Linked DNA regions of Rattus norvegicus: region 2 is linked to region 1. The links are chromatin contacts, called in public Hi-C maps. All regions are on one chromosome and are shown on one strand. The core of a region is the stretch at or near the end of the contact, and the rest is flanking DNA. Distances in the headings are between cores, read along the strand shown. Region 1 overlaps Sgcd (sarcoglycan, delta). Region 2 holds the start of Sgcd (sarcoglycan, delta).

Evidence for each region. A called contact is a pair of places that touch in the nucleus more often than the background predicts.
Region 2: a Hi-C map of psoas muscle shows a contact between it and region 1, with 2.7 times the contacts expected there. The contact joins the promoter of Sgcd here to the enhancer-like site in region 1. A contact is called at or near these places in 2 of 12 Hi-C or Micro-C datasets (Schwann cells and psoas muscle).

Annotation. Positions count from the first base shown.
Region 1 is chr10:32,057,399-32,063,908 of GRCr8, reverse strand. The region is part of intron 3 of Sgcd (sarcoglycan, delta); the gene reads left to right. Among named protein-coding and RNA genes, the nearest start is that of Sgcd, 190 kb to the left of the region's middle. Within about 2 kb of position 4,713, at least 1 of the 93 cell types and tissues checked has an H3K27ac peak or open chromatin away from gene starts, as enhancers often do.
Region 2 is chr10:32,252,479-32,259,141 of GRCr8, reverse strand. Sgcd (sarcoglycan, delta) reads left to right here and starts at 4,202. Exons shown (of 8, transcript NM_001134826.1): 1 at 4,202-4,472.

The DNA.
Region 1 (6,510 bases), core at 3,464-5,963:
CATACCCCCGGAGAAGCAGAATTCCAAAACATACTTAAAACACCCTGCATAGAAAGAGGAGCTAATGCTGGCAAACTAGTGTTTCTGGAAGGTTACTGGATTCAAAGATGGATCCACAGTCAAGTTCTCTTTCTGATGATGGGTAGGGAGCACTTGAGCAACCTCCTTCGTGTCACAGTTGCTTCGTCTTTTGGACATAATCAGTGATTTGCTGTGGCTTGTTGAAAGTCAGAGACTTCATTAAGCAGTTTTCCTTTAGAAACTCAAATCCAAGGTAAAGGGGCCCAGCAGCCTATTCTATCTATCACCTACCTTGGTGGCTTTGTCACCAACCATAGGATATTGAGATCCTGGGTTGGCCTCATAATACCCAGTTTGAAAGCTACTAGCCCCATTCCATCTCCAGGTCTGCTCCAATAGCCTTCACATAGAGACTTTCCCAAGACATCCCATCCAAAATACAACCATTGCCAGGTGGTCTTCTTTTCTTATATCACCTCATACTATATCATATCAATTTATATTCTATAAGTATAAATTGTATAATTACCAATCTACTCACATATGTGAGTTCCTTGTGCTATCAAATCTCCTTAATAGCACAGACTTAGAAATATAAAGTAGGGGCATATATTTGTTCCAATATGGTAAAATCTTAGTATACTCTAGTATCTTATAATATCATTAGTAAACCTTAAACACACACACATGCACACACACACACACACACACACACACACACACACACACACATACACACAGGATCACAGTCTAAAGCACCACCTTCCTTGGTTCAGATCCTAGATCTGTCAATTCACTAAGGTATATGAGCTTGAGCAAGTGTCTTGACCTTTTCTGTGACTCACTTTACTCCCCTAGAAAATGGAGACAGTTGTACTTCTATATCATAAGCCCATTCCAGCTTTGTGAAAGTTATTATATGTAGTTTATACACTAGTGTCTTGAACACAAGTTACTAAGTTCAAATTGATAACTATATGTTACTAGCACTAGAAATATTATTATTGTCTCTGTTTAACCACTGAAGTTCCTAGACTCATGACCTTGTCAGGTTTGGAAGAAGAGTTTGTTGGAACAAACAATGTTCACTTAAGTCCATGCTTGTCAGATAGAAACAGGGACAGATATCTCCTTTGCAGGCATTTATATGTGAATTACTTATCTTTTTATGCATATGCTAAATATACACTCGCATGGCAGTAAGATACAGTATGGGCTGATGGGAGACTGACAACTCAGTGGATGAAAGAAATAAAAGTGTTACAGAGGTTGTAAAGCCTGTCACACTTCTGTACACTAAGAAACTACAGATGTCCGATCCATGTCATCTATAAACAAATGTAGGCTCCTAAGAATGGCGGCCTGCCATGGACTGAGAATTAAACATTAGCACTCCCAGCCCTTCAAAATGTGGAGCCTCTCATCTCTGTCAGTGTGCCTTATCAGTGTCACCTGGTCCCATTTGTACTGATACTGTGTGCTGATACAGTGACTGGTATACCCTGATGAAGGACTGTCACACATGTGCTGATATGTGCCACCTGGTGCTGAGACAGTTTCTTGATTACTTCTTAAGTAACATTTAAGAGTTTTAAAAGAAGAAGCACCGTGGTTTGATTGATGTTCTTTAAATGGTAAGAAAAGGCCAGTTCCAGTCCAGGGGCACGTCACAATTGGAAGTGCCTGATAAGACTCAGGAGAATAAGAGAGATGAGCTAGCTTTAAGGATGACTCAGGTTCCCCTATACTTCTGAAAGCTTTGTTGTTCTTCACAATTAAATTGTTAGCAAAAAGAAATAAAGTTACTATAAAATGTTTTTCATAATGTTTCAATCAAAACATCTTTCAGCAGCACTGGTTGCACCGGGTGCTTCATAATTGCCATTGTGTATTGCACTCTTGGTCTCAATTTAAAAAACCTTGTTCCTTGTCAGAATCACAGATGACTGTTTGGAAGATGTCATTTCAAAGGTGGAAGGGGACATTTCTTTGGCCCATGAAATGATGAGCAAATCTGTACTGTTCTGTTGATTTTTGCGATCTCTGGAAGTAGCGAAGTGTAACCTTTTGATGCTGTGCACAGTAAATTATTGTCAGAGATATTTTAAATGGCTCTTGCCTAAAACCGTAAGGGTGGGACTCTAGAGTGTTTCCATGTTTATCAGCAGAAATTTCAGCCCTTAGGCAAGTACCAAAATGGTCTGCAAAGAAAAAGAGGTTTTTAAGATTAATAAATATTCCTCAGATGCCCCTGTTGTATGTTAGAGGGAAAGAAAGAAGGAAGGGTAGATTGTGACAGCAACTACAAAGGTGAAAGAGTGAGGAAGACAGACAGCCATGCTATCCTTCTTGCTTGCTACAGTGGTGTGACTTCCTCCAGGTACCGAGCCACCACTCGCATTATGCAACATCAGAGTCGTGGAAATCAAACTGCTTTCTCTCAAGAGAAAAACACAAGTACAGATGGTGGGATAATTGAAGTGTTCTACCATCAAGCTGTATAGATTGGTTTTAGCCCTCAGTTGAGGCTCAATTTTGTTTCTCAACATGAGGGGAATATTTATGGCAAGATGAGCTTTCCTTAGGTGGTAGCTCATTAAGGTGTAAGGAATGGAGTTGGGTTCCTTTTCAATTAGGACCGTATAGCTATCTGTTGTTTGTCCTTGACTTAGGTTGTTAGTAAGACAAGAATCCCTCATCCTGCAGCATTTCTGACATGTTTATTTTCTCTTGGGTTTCTATATAAGCTCTTTAAGATGTGGCAGTCACAACCACACTTTCCATCACTACCACAAAGAGTTCAGGAGTCATAGCATTATATGTTAGCAAAATGTGAGGCAGGAAGAGCTATGACTGGCATGTGCTGCCACTATTTAACCTTTTAGGAGATACTTGGAGGTCCTCTGCTGTGATTTGAGGCCCTTATAAAAGAAAAATCATAAAACATTTGGCCTTTTATACCTGTTCTGTCCTTCTCATTACTTGTGAATATACAGTTCTCCCCTGTAAAGGGGACAGCAATTGAGCTAACGCCTTGGCAGCTGAGAGTGGCCCACACCATATAACTGAACCTTGGGCTTCTCAGCTTGTTTGTAATTTATTCTGTAAGAATTCATTTAAATATCAGTACAAAGAGGATTTAGATGGGAATGTACTAAGAGAAGTATAATGGAAGAAAATCAGGCATCAGCAGCATAGCACAATGCTGAAAGGACAGATAAGACTGGGGAGATGACTCAGTAGGTCAAGCCATAGATGCTCAAGAAACGGAACCTGAGTTAACCAAGAATTTGAACAAAGACGGGCACAGTAGCTTATGCCTGTGAGCGTAGCGCTCCTGGCTACTTGAAGGGCAGAGACATGAGCATCCTCACAAGCTCCTTGACTAACTAGTCTGGTAATTGCAGCGAAACACAGAGACCCATTCTCTATCAAGGTGGAAGATGAGGACAGACACCTAATTTTCTGACAAGGAAATTCATTGGATTGTCTGATATCAGGTTGTTGCATAAAAAAGAAAGTGAAAACTTAAGTGTATGGCCAACAACAGCACAGTGGTTAATGGTGGGGTGTGGGAGGCTTCATGCCATATCTCCATGTATGAACACAGAGAAGTCTTTGGGTTCTTCCGCATATGCCATAAGGCCCTGTGAGATTCAGCAATATTGATTATAAGGTCAAGCTGTATAGTATTTTTTTAAGTTGGCTTAGCAAAAGGTCTATTTTTAAATTACCCTTTAGGAAATAAAATAATCCACAAAGCAAACTGTTGTTTGGGTTTAGACATAGAGCTTTGGTCAGTAAATTCATGGTCCAAGAGAGCCATGAAGGCTCTACAAAGCAAAAAAGAAAAGACCCCAGAGAGAAACCTGGACACAGAGCTCTTATGTTCTTATGATCACTGAAAACGTCCTACCAGAAAATGCTAGGGATTAATTAATTACTCTATTTGTTTATTTTTGGTACAAGAGTTCATGCAGCCCATGCAGGCTTTAAATGCCCTATGTAGTAGAGGATGACTTTCAGTATTCGCGCTTTCTTCCTCCACTGCCTAAGTGATGGGATGACGTGCGTGCAGTACTATGCAGAGTTTTATGCCATGTCAAGGAACAATTGAGGGGATTTGATTGTGCATTCCAGGCCAGTGCTCCATACACTAAAGGTCCTCCCCAGTCCTTGGTGGCGAACCTGTAAGTATTCCTAAGATCCCTCTGGGTTTTGCTTTTCTTTCAACAGTGACCGTCTTTATCTTTAATAGACAACAAAGATTTGCTTTTAGAGAGATTCAGTAAACTAATAGGTGTAAAAAGTACCTTACAGAGGGTATAACCCACAGTAATTGCTCATACATGTTTACTGAATTTGAATCTAAGCAATGTGAGCTTAAACTTCCATGCTGAAAAGGCAGTAGAGAGGGCAGGTATAAATGTCCCATTTCACTCCTTATGATGGCTCTGTGAAGAAGAATTTCTAATTATAGTCATCTTACTCAAGATAAGCAGCAGACAGTTATAAAGAATGCACATCTTATATCCCAAGCCAACTAGATTCTCTCTCTTTTAAAAAAAAACAATTATTTTGTTTTTATGTATATGAGTATGTTGGCATGTTTGGAAGCACATGGCTTGCATGAGGATGCCAGAAGAGGGCATCAGATCTCCTGGAGCTCGAATTACAGATGGCTGTTAGCTGCCACACATACAGGGAACTAAACGCAGCTCCTTTCCAAGAGCAGCAAGTGCTCTTGAGTGCTGAGCTGTCTTTCTACCCACTCACATTTTCTACCCCCAAAGCAGATTTTAACACTGACCTTAACTGAAATGTTCTACTATCTTGAGTGGTAGGCAGTAGATCTAGGTTACGTTGTGTTGCTTGTTGACTTACTTTCTCTGTAATCCAGGGAAACGTGCAAGCCTCATGCGGGTGCCACAAAGATGAGAGAACCTTATGGCCTCCTCTCTATCAGTTTCTACTTCTCTGACCTTTCCTTACACTCCCTCTTATACATTCTCTCCTAGTTTTCTCCTCAACTTAAATCACAAATACCCTATCAGGAAGCTCTAACCTATGTGGTCTGTGGGTTTTACATACTGCAGGTTAGTTATGAATTCAGCCCAGCACAAAATGGTAAACATACTTAAAATATTATAATTTTATTCTCACAATATTTTTCATTTACTCAATCACCCAGTTCTTAAGCATGTACTTTGTAGATTAGAATATCATTTTGCAGTGTCAAAAGCTAGAAATACCTGATTGTACTGTTTCCTACCACAACATGGCATCTTTCTAATTATGCCTTTTATTTAGAAGTATATTAGAGTACCTGTTTAAAAATGCTCAAGGATTTGTATACAAATGAACCCAGTGACCCACAGATGTACCAAGTTACCATAATATCTGATTGAAGGTAGGTCCTGTGGAGTCATCAGATATGCTTCTATAACACATAGCCAGGATTGTGTAGAATTAAGCCTTACCTTTTGTAGGTTCTTAGTGTTGAAGGTTGTGTTAGTCACATTTCTTAGTGGTGGGACAAATGCAAGACAAAGGTAAATTACAGGAGGAGGAGTTTATTTTGCCTCATATTTTGTAGGCAGATATGCATATGGCAGGGAAGACGGCATCAGGAGGACCAGGCAGTTGGTTACCTGACATCCATAGTTTGAAAAAGACAGAGTGCTGGTTTTGTGCATTTTATTCTGCCTCCCTTTTTTCAGTTCAAGAAAACAGTCCATGGGATGAAACCTCTTATATTCAGGGTTGGTGATCCATAGCTCAGTTAACGCTCTCTGGAGGAACTATCACAGACACATGTGGTGGTATATCTTAGGCGATTCCATATTCAGTCAGGTTGGTCATTGAGATTAACCTGTCACTTGAGGGGTAGCTTTGGTTCTCATCCATCACTTTCCTTCCTTCCATACTGTCGATGTGCTTGTAGTCTTTGCCATATTCAGGGAGTTTTCAAATTTCGGCATGTGCTTTCTCCCTTAACTGTGATATCAATTCCCTCTGTTTAACTCCATAGCCTTCAGCCATGCTGAAAATGACACTTCTATTCCTTTGTGGAAATGTGCTTGAGATATCTCCTTTTCCTCTGGGAGCGCTTGTAACAGGTCATGTATAAGAAAAGGAAGCACAAAAGCACTGCACATGTGAGGTAGGGCCTGATGGAAATGGATTTGAAACGTGGCTTTAACTGTTTCTAGCTTTGTAACTTCTGGCGTGCGATGTGACACGGTAACATCATTCAAATCATTGAGCTCTCATGAAACTTAAAAATCAGTGAATACAGCAATTAGCCAACAGTCACACCTAATGCTTAAGTGGCTCTAAGTGGCTACTCTAGTAAGTCAAGGCTTGGCAGTAAAGGAGAACCCCAGAACAGAACCAGTACCTGGTCACGTCTCTATTGTGGAATACATGAATCTTCCTTATGTTCATTTTCATTTCCTAATTCCAGTTAAAATGGACAGAGGGGGGCTG
Region 2 (6,663 bases), core at 2,953-5,452, 200 kb before region 1:
GGACCTAAATCATAGTTTAAAGTGCTTGCTATTTACATGGCTGGAAACTCACTTGAAATTCCAGCGCTCAACAGTTGGGTTTTGTTCTAAACAGACTGATAGTGTTAAAATGGATAAAAGGGCTGTTGTGGATTTTTCAAACACAGCTCTTTCTCATTTCTGGCTATCATGGAGTCTGGGCCATTTTTATTGATCAATAAATTTTATTTCCAAATTAAAAATGTAGTATTTCAAGAGTTTACTTTCAGTAAGCTACAATATTAGGAGAAATTATGGAGCGGAAAGAAATTTCAAAGAATTGACCAGTGTTTTATAGTAAAGGGGAAAAAATTTTAAGGGTAACTGTTCAACTATACCATGTTTTCTCCATGCTGTTAAATTAATTGTCTTTAAAAGAGTGTTTGCAATGAGTTCCATTTGGCTATTCACTTCTATACCAGTTCCTTCTCAAGGTAATGACTGATCTTAAGAAACCGTCCCTGTGTAGTACTTGGAAAACTGAATTTTCAAAACTGTAGGGGACTTTAGTATGTCTTGCCAATAAAGATACTCTCACAATGTGTGTGCCATTAATTTGTCACTGAGCCATGAATAGGTCCAAATTCTCACACAAAAAAGTCTCTTCCAAATCAACTGATTACCATTTGCCATTGGCCATTGGAAAGTGGCCTATACAATTCTAAAGATCCAAACAGGGTGTGCCTTCTCACTGGGCACTGTCTGCAAAATGAACCCTCGCATAAAAGAGGGCACTGTGCTGCTACTTACTTAATTAAGTTGAATTCAATCGTCTTGGCCTGAGCCTGATAAATTCTTTTTCTATCTTCTGAGTAAACATTGCCTTATACTCTTCCAAGAGGGAAAGATGTTAAAGTATATTGTTATTCTCTTAGCACTTTCACAGATGAATTCTGTTTATTATTTTTCTATTGTGGTGTGTGTGTGTGTGTGTGTGTAATATATGTGTGCAAAGACTATAGGAGGAAGTTATTCAGTGCCCTGCCCTATCATTCTCCCCTACTCCATAGAAACAGGGTCTCAATCAGGAGCGTGACAGGTCTCAATGAGACTGTGTCTCAAAGAAATAACCTGAATCTGAGGTAGCCGGGCTGCCAGCAAGCCCCGAAACTCACCCTACCCAACACCCAGCACTAGGGTAAATAAACATACTGGAAACCATGACTGACTTTTAATGGACTGTAAGGATTTGAACTCAGAACCCTGTGTTTCCAGAGGAATCACTTACCCACTAATCCATCCCCCGAGACCTTCCCTTCTACTTTTCCCCCTTCAATCTCTTGATAATTCTACTCAACCCATGTGACACAGATGGCTCTCACTCCTTTCCCTTAGCCTGCCAGTTTATCATGTGAGACAGATATGTCTGACCATCTGTTCTGTTAGAGAACTTGTTTGGCAGCGATCATGTGGATCAAAGTGGACCTCATAGAGTAGATCTGTTTTTGGGGAAAGACCTTGGATTTTTCTCTGTGAGAGTGAAGCCTCTGGGAATGCCTCACTGCCCATTGCAGAGAACAGAGATGGCATTGGAGCCGAGAGAAGCCTAGGGGAAAAGAAGACAAAGCCTTGACAACATCCTCCTCGTTCTTCTTGTGCTTCAGGACTGCATACAAACTCACTTGTTGATTTAGTATGTTCTCCTTTTTTTTTTCCCCCTTTTGGCTAACTTGAATGAATTCTCTCTGCTATAATCGAGAACAGTTCAAGAGCTGACCAATGAGGATGAGAAGCCGTCAGAGAAGGAGACTGAGGAATGAGTTCTACCATCCTTTTCGAAGGGAACACTGTATTAGAAACACGAGCTGCACTTAGGTAATTTGAACATTTACCGGGTGTCATACTGGCCACCCTCATTCTGCCTTATCTTACACAATACCCAACATATAAAAGTTACGAAAATAGAACTGTGAGCTTGCTTTCAAAGTGGGTTGCCCTGTCTCTAATAACTTAAACATTTGTAAACCACTCAACATTAAGAACTGCTTGAACTCCATCTGTCTGGAGGAAGCTGCACACAGCTTAATTAAGCACTGGGCACCACCACAACTAAGACAAAGGCAGTAGAAACCCACAAATCAACATCCAATTCTTTAGGATTTGTAGCAGCTGTTTCCTCTGAGTGATTTCTCTGTCCGTGTGGGGATTTTCACATTGCTGCTGGTCCTTGGGGATGAAGCTGTGTCTGAACGTGGGCATTGCAACTGTAAACGGCCGTCTCTTTATAGAACTACTGTTCTGAGCTTAGGGCTGAAGCCTAATTCTCTGGACAGCACTTGGTGCAGCCTCACGTGACGCACCGTGGATTCGATTCTACTGTTTGCCTTTCCTAAGTGTTAACCTAGAGGAAAGACTCCAGCGTTCTGATTGGTAATAAAGGAAGAGTAGCCGCATACTGGCTTATTGTTCCAACTAAACCTTGGGGCAGTCTCCTGTATTTGAGTTGATATGCCTGATTGAGACAGCATAAAATATCTAGGGAAAAAAATTCAGATAAAAGAAAGGGTCTAGGTTTTACTTCACCAAAACAACAAAGAAACTTAGTGATTTGTGGCACTGTTGTAAATTCATCACAGGGATTACCTCAATAAACCAGTAACTACTCCTATAAAGCAGGTTCAATTATTAATTTTAATTCACAGTTGACAAGAGCAAGGCCCCAGAGAGTTTAAACGAGTTGACTAGAACCTACAGCTGGGGCAGCTAGTTAGAGGAGAGAAACAGTTATACCCAGAATCAACTGAAGGCTGCTCACTTGAAAGCTGGGTACTGTAACCCCTCCCAGAATACACTACAATAGAAAGAGCACACATGACAGGGTTGCACCATGCCTTCCTTCCCCAGCATCAGCTCTGGAAAGAACTGTCTTTGCAACGCAGGATGAATCATCGCATCTCCCCAGGCCTGGGTTTCTCTGAATAAGATGAAGGCTGGAAACTATTTGGATTGGACAGCCTCTACGTTCTCTATGACCTCAGATGTATGGGCGTGTCTCACCACATGTGCCTGCCTGAATCCACATACACTGGCAAGCATGCTTGCAGGAATGCCTACCATACTGCCTCAGGCAAAAACATAATTGTGCTGAGATTGCTACAATGTGATACTAAACCCTGAACCCCAGTGAGTTCCAACATTTACAGCAGCCCACTCTAGAACAGAAATAGTTTTGAAATCTGGCAAGAAAACGGGAAGACAAACAAACAAAAGACAAAAAAAAGAGGAAGAAAAGAAAGAAGGAAAGAGGGAGAGAAAAAATGTTGATCCATGTGATTTAAATGTGAATGCAAAACAAAACGACGAAACTCACACACCAAATGTCCCTCCTTTACCTGTTTCCTGGAACATTAACTTGAAAACTTGACTTTGGCTTATTAGATACGGGTAGCTCCCCTTTGGGAGCACGTGTGTTTTGAGATTTCTCTCCTTTTTTTTTATGATAGGAAAGAGAAAATGTCGAAGGTAGACCACAAATCCCAGCAGGAGGTACCCAGAACATCTTGAGGGAGCGCCACCCAGGAAAAAGAAAATTACAGCTGCACAGATGTAGGATGCATTCTGGTCCCGGGTTCTTCCGTTTTCCTGTCACCTTAACAGAGTTGTCCCAGCATGTAAGAACGTTGCAGTCGGTACCATGTTACCTGCACAGCTTTAGAGCAAAAAGTATCCGAAGTGTCTGAGGAAAATAATTGCATTATTTTTAGTTTCAGAGATAAATGCAGCACGAGTCAGGTGGAGAGGACAACTTGGGAGAACGGAACTGGAAACGCTAAAAATATTGCTTCCCCAGCAACTGAAATTTTACGGGAAAAAACTTAGGAAGGGCCAGAGAGGAAGATGAAGCTAGAATTTATATCTCTTAGCTGCCGTCGGTTTGGTATTAGGAGTGCTAAGAGGGAGCACACTGGGCTTCCTCTAAGCAGTGGGGGATTCCTTGTGGAACCAGCAAGGTACAAAGAGACAATGTTGAACTGGGAGGGAAGGGGAGGGAGGGGGTATGATATGTCTACTACGTCTAGTACCAGCCTGTGCTGGGAAATCCAACTCCTTTCTAGAAGCAGCCTTCTTTCTGTGTGTGCGAGCCTAGCAGACAGACGCCATGAGCGCTGTTGCAAGAAAGCCAGTCTGTGTTTGACACACGTGTTTCCCACTGATATCTGGAGACAGCCCAGTAGCTGGGAGTCAGCTTGACAAAACCGGATCGAAGTAGAGGCAGAGTAGGGTTTCAAAGCAGGCAGTGAGAGAGCGGGAATGCTGTTCAGGAAATTCTTCAGGCATGGGCAGGGACTTGGCTGCAGTTGTGCGGCTGGAAAATCTGACTGGGGCAGCTCCTGAGCGCAGGCAGGGCCTGCTCACATGGGCGGGCTGAGTGGCCGCCTCCATCAGAGCCTCTCAGCTTTCCCCAGGACCACGGGGGACTTTTCATCCGCCACTCTGTGAAACAGACAAGAGAGGTAGGGGACCGTGCAGTGTTTGCCTTACCAGCCTAGCTTCCTGAGTCCTGTCTGCTTTTCGTTCACCAACACTGGGAGAGGTTCAGGGTGGGAAGAGGTTGCATGTGTATGTGTGAATTAACACATTTCTGCCCCGTCACCTGGGCAGAGGGACTGGATGCTTCTCAGCTTTGTTTGCCGGGCAACGGTCCGTAAGATCTGAGTTTCAACAGCTCCGGGGCACTTAGGAAAGTTAGCACTGCACAGTTATCAACAGTGAGGGAGGAAAAGTGTGGATTCCTGTGCTGTCACCCTGTTCCAGCGGTCTGGAAGTTTCCCTTTCTGCTTCACGGGACACTTGATTGATTGCAAAGATAATCTCCGATGAAGATGTTCCCGTTTTTTTTTAAAGCTTTCAGGATTTTAAAAGGGGGTGTTCCATACAGGAAACTGTCCTGGTTTTGGAGGGAATCAGAGTGTGAAGTATCTATTTTGGAATACACTTTCTTTTTGGTTAGGAGCAGATGTGTGTGTAAGGGTTCCCAGTGTTTAATTTTCAAATGTGACTTTGACTTTCTTATGTGAGATTTGAATGGCAATAATACATTTGTGTAGAACTATGCTGGATTGTTATTCTGCCTTGGTAAGCAATTCCCCTTTTACTCGGTGGAAGAAATAACGTGTAGTTTAATAAATGCCTCTGTATTTTATAACAGATAATAGAGCAAAAGCAGAAAACAGTCATTTATTTTTGAAAAAAATCACTGTTAAAAAACAGAGACAAATAGTGCGAATGTTTTATCGACTACCCCATTTTACTTTCACCTAACTAGAAGTAGTGCCTTAAAAATATTGACTAATTTTTAGCAGAAGAGAACTTTGCCTCGCCCCTTCAATCTTAGTTCTTTCTCATACATATACACTGTATTGTAATACGTAGAGTAGCCTTCCTAGAACTACTTTATTACTCCCTTCTGCATATGTATTTAGAAGACAAGCCATGCAGTGCTACTGTTTTTAAGAGTCTGGCTCAGCTCAGACAAGTTTGGACTAAAACTCATTCATCCCCTTTCAGGGCTAGTCCGGAGGGGACTTGGGCAAGAGCCTGCCTAGGGAAACCAGAGCAAAGGCTGGAGTGCCTGAATAGGTCATTAGCAAAGAGCCACTAGACCTTATGGGTGCTTCTCTTAGATAATGGCGTGAGTTTTAAGTCAGGACCTGAACCTCCCTAAGAGGTCATTGTTAGTACTGAATGGTGAGGGGATAAACAGAGTGTAGATGTTGGGATGTCTCTCTTCTCCCAGTCCTGGACCTAAGAAAAGTAGGCAGAAGCCATGGTGTTTGTAAAATTCTCAGATTGGCAATTGATACTTACTTTCCTCACAGTTTTGTTTTTGGGGGATGGAATCGGTGTGTGACTGGCAGCTGGCTTTCTCAGTCATACACTTGTTTTCCTTATTAACCTCATCTTTGTGTCTGGAAGGGTTAGAGTTGGGTAGGGCAGAGCAGGGTGGGGCAGCTTAAAGTATTTAAGGACTCCCGACAGGCGAGGGAGGGCAGTTAGAAGTCAAGATGGACCATGGCTCTCCTTCCTGGTGCCTGGGCAGATTAGTAGCTAAGCTGAACCACAGCCAAGCACCCCTTGCCAGTAACAGAGACAGAGAGTGATCCGGAATGGCATGCCCCTCTAAATTTAGTACGTGTCAAGCTTTCTGCAGAAAGAGGCGTGACATAGCAACTCCGGGTTGCAGGATTGTGCGAAGCAGTGCCCAAACTGGGAAGAAACTCTGTAGTTTCTCTTTACAAATGAGGGAATCTCACATTCTCTTGTGATTTGAAAGAGGGTCCGGGGAAGAGGAGGGCAGAGAAAAAGAAATCTGGCACAGAGGTGACTCCAGGAAGGACAGAGGTGGGCAAAATAAGCATGGGACACCAAGGGAGATCTCCATACAGGAAATCAGCACAATTATTAGAATCCACCAGACACTGCTCTGCAGGCCTTCACCTGAAGGTAACTCAATCACAGTTCACAAGGCTGCTTTACCTTCCTCACAAGGAGAAACATTATGGTCAGCCTGCTCTGCAGTACCTTCTGGAAGTAATCAGAAAGCACATTTTATAAGAATAGCATTACCCAGAGGGCTCAGATTTCCAAAGCAGGAGAGAACAGGCTCTTGGGGCCTTATTTTAGCCTGTATTCCTTACAGAACTA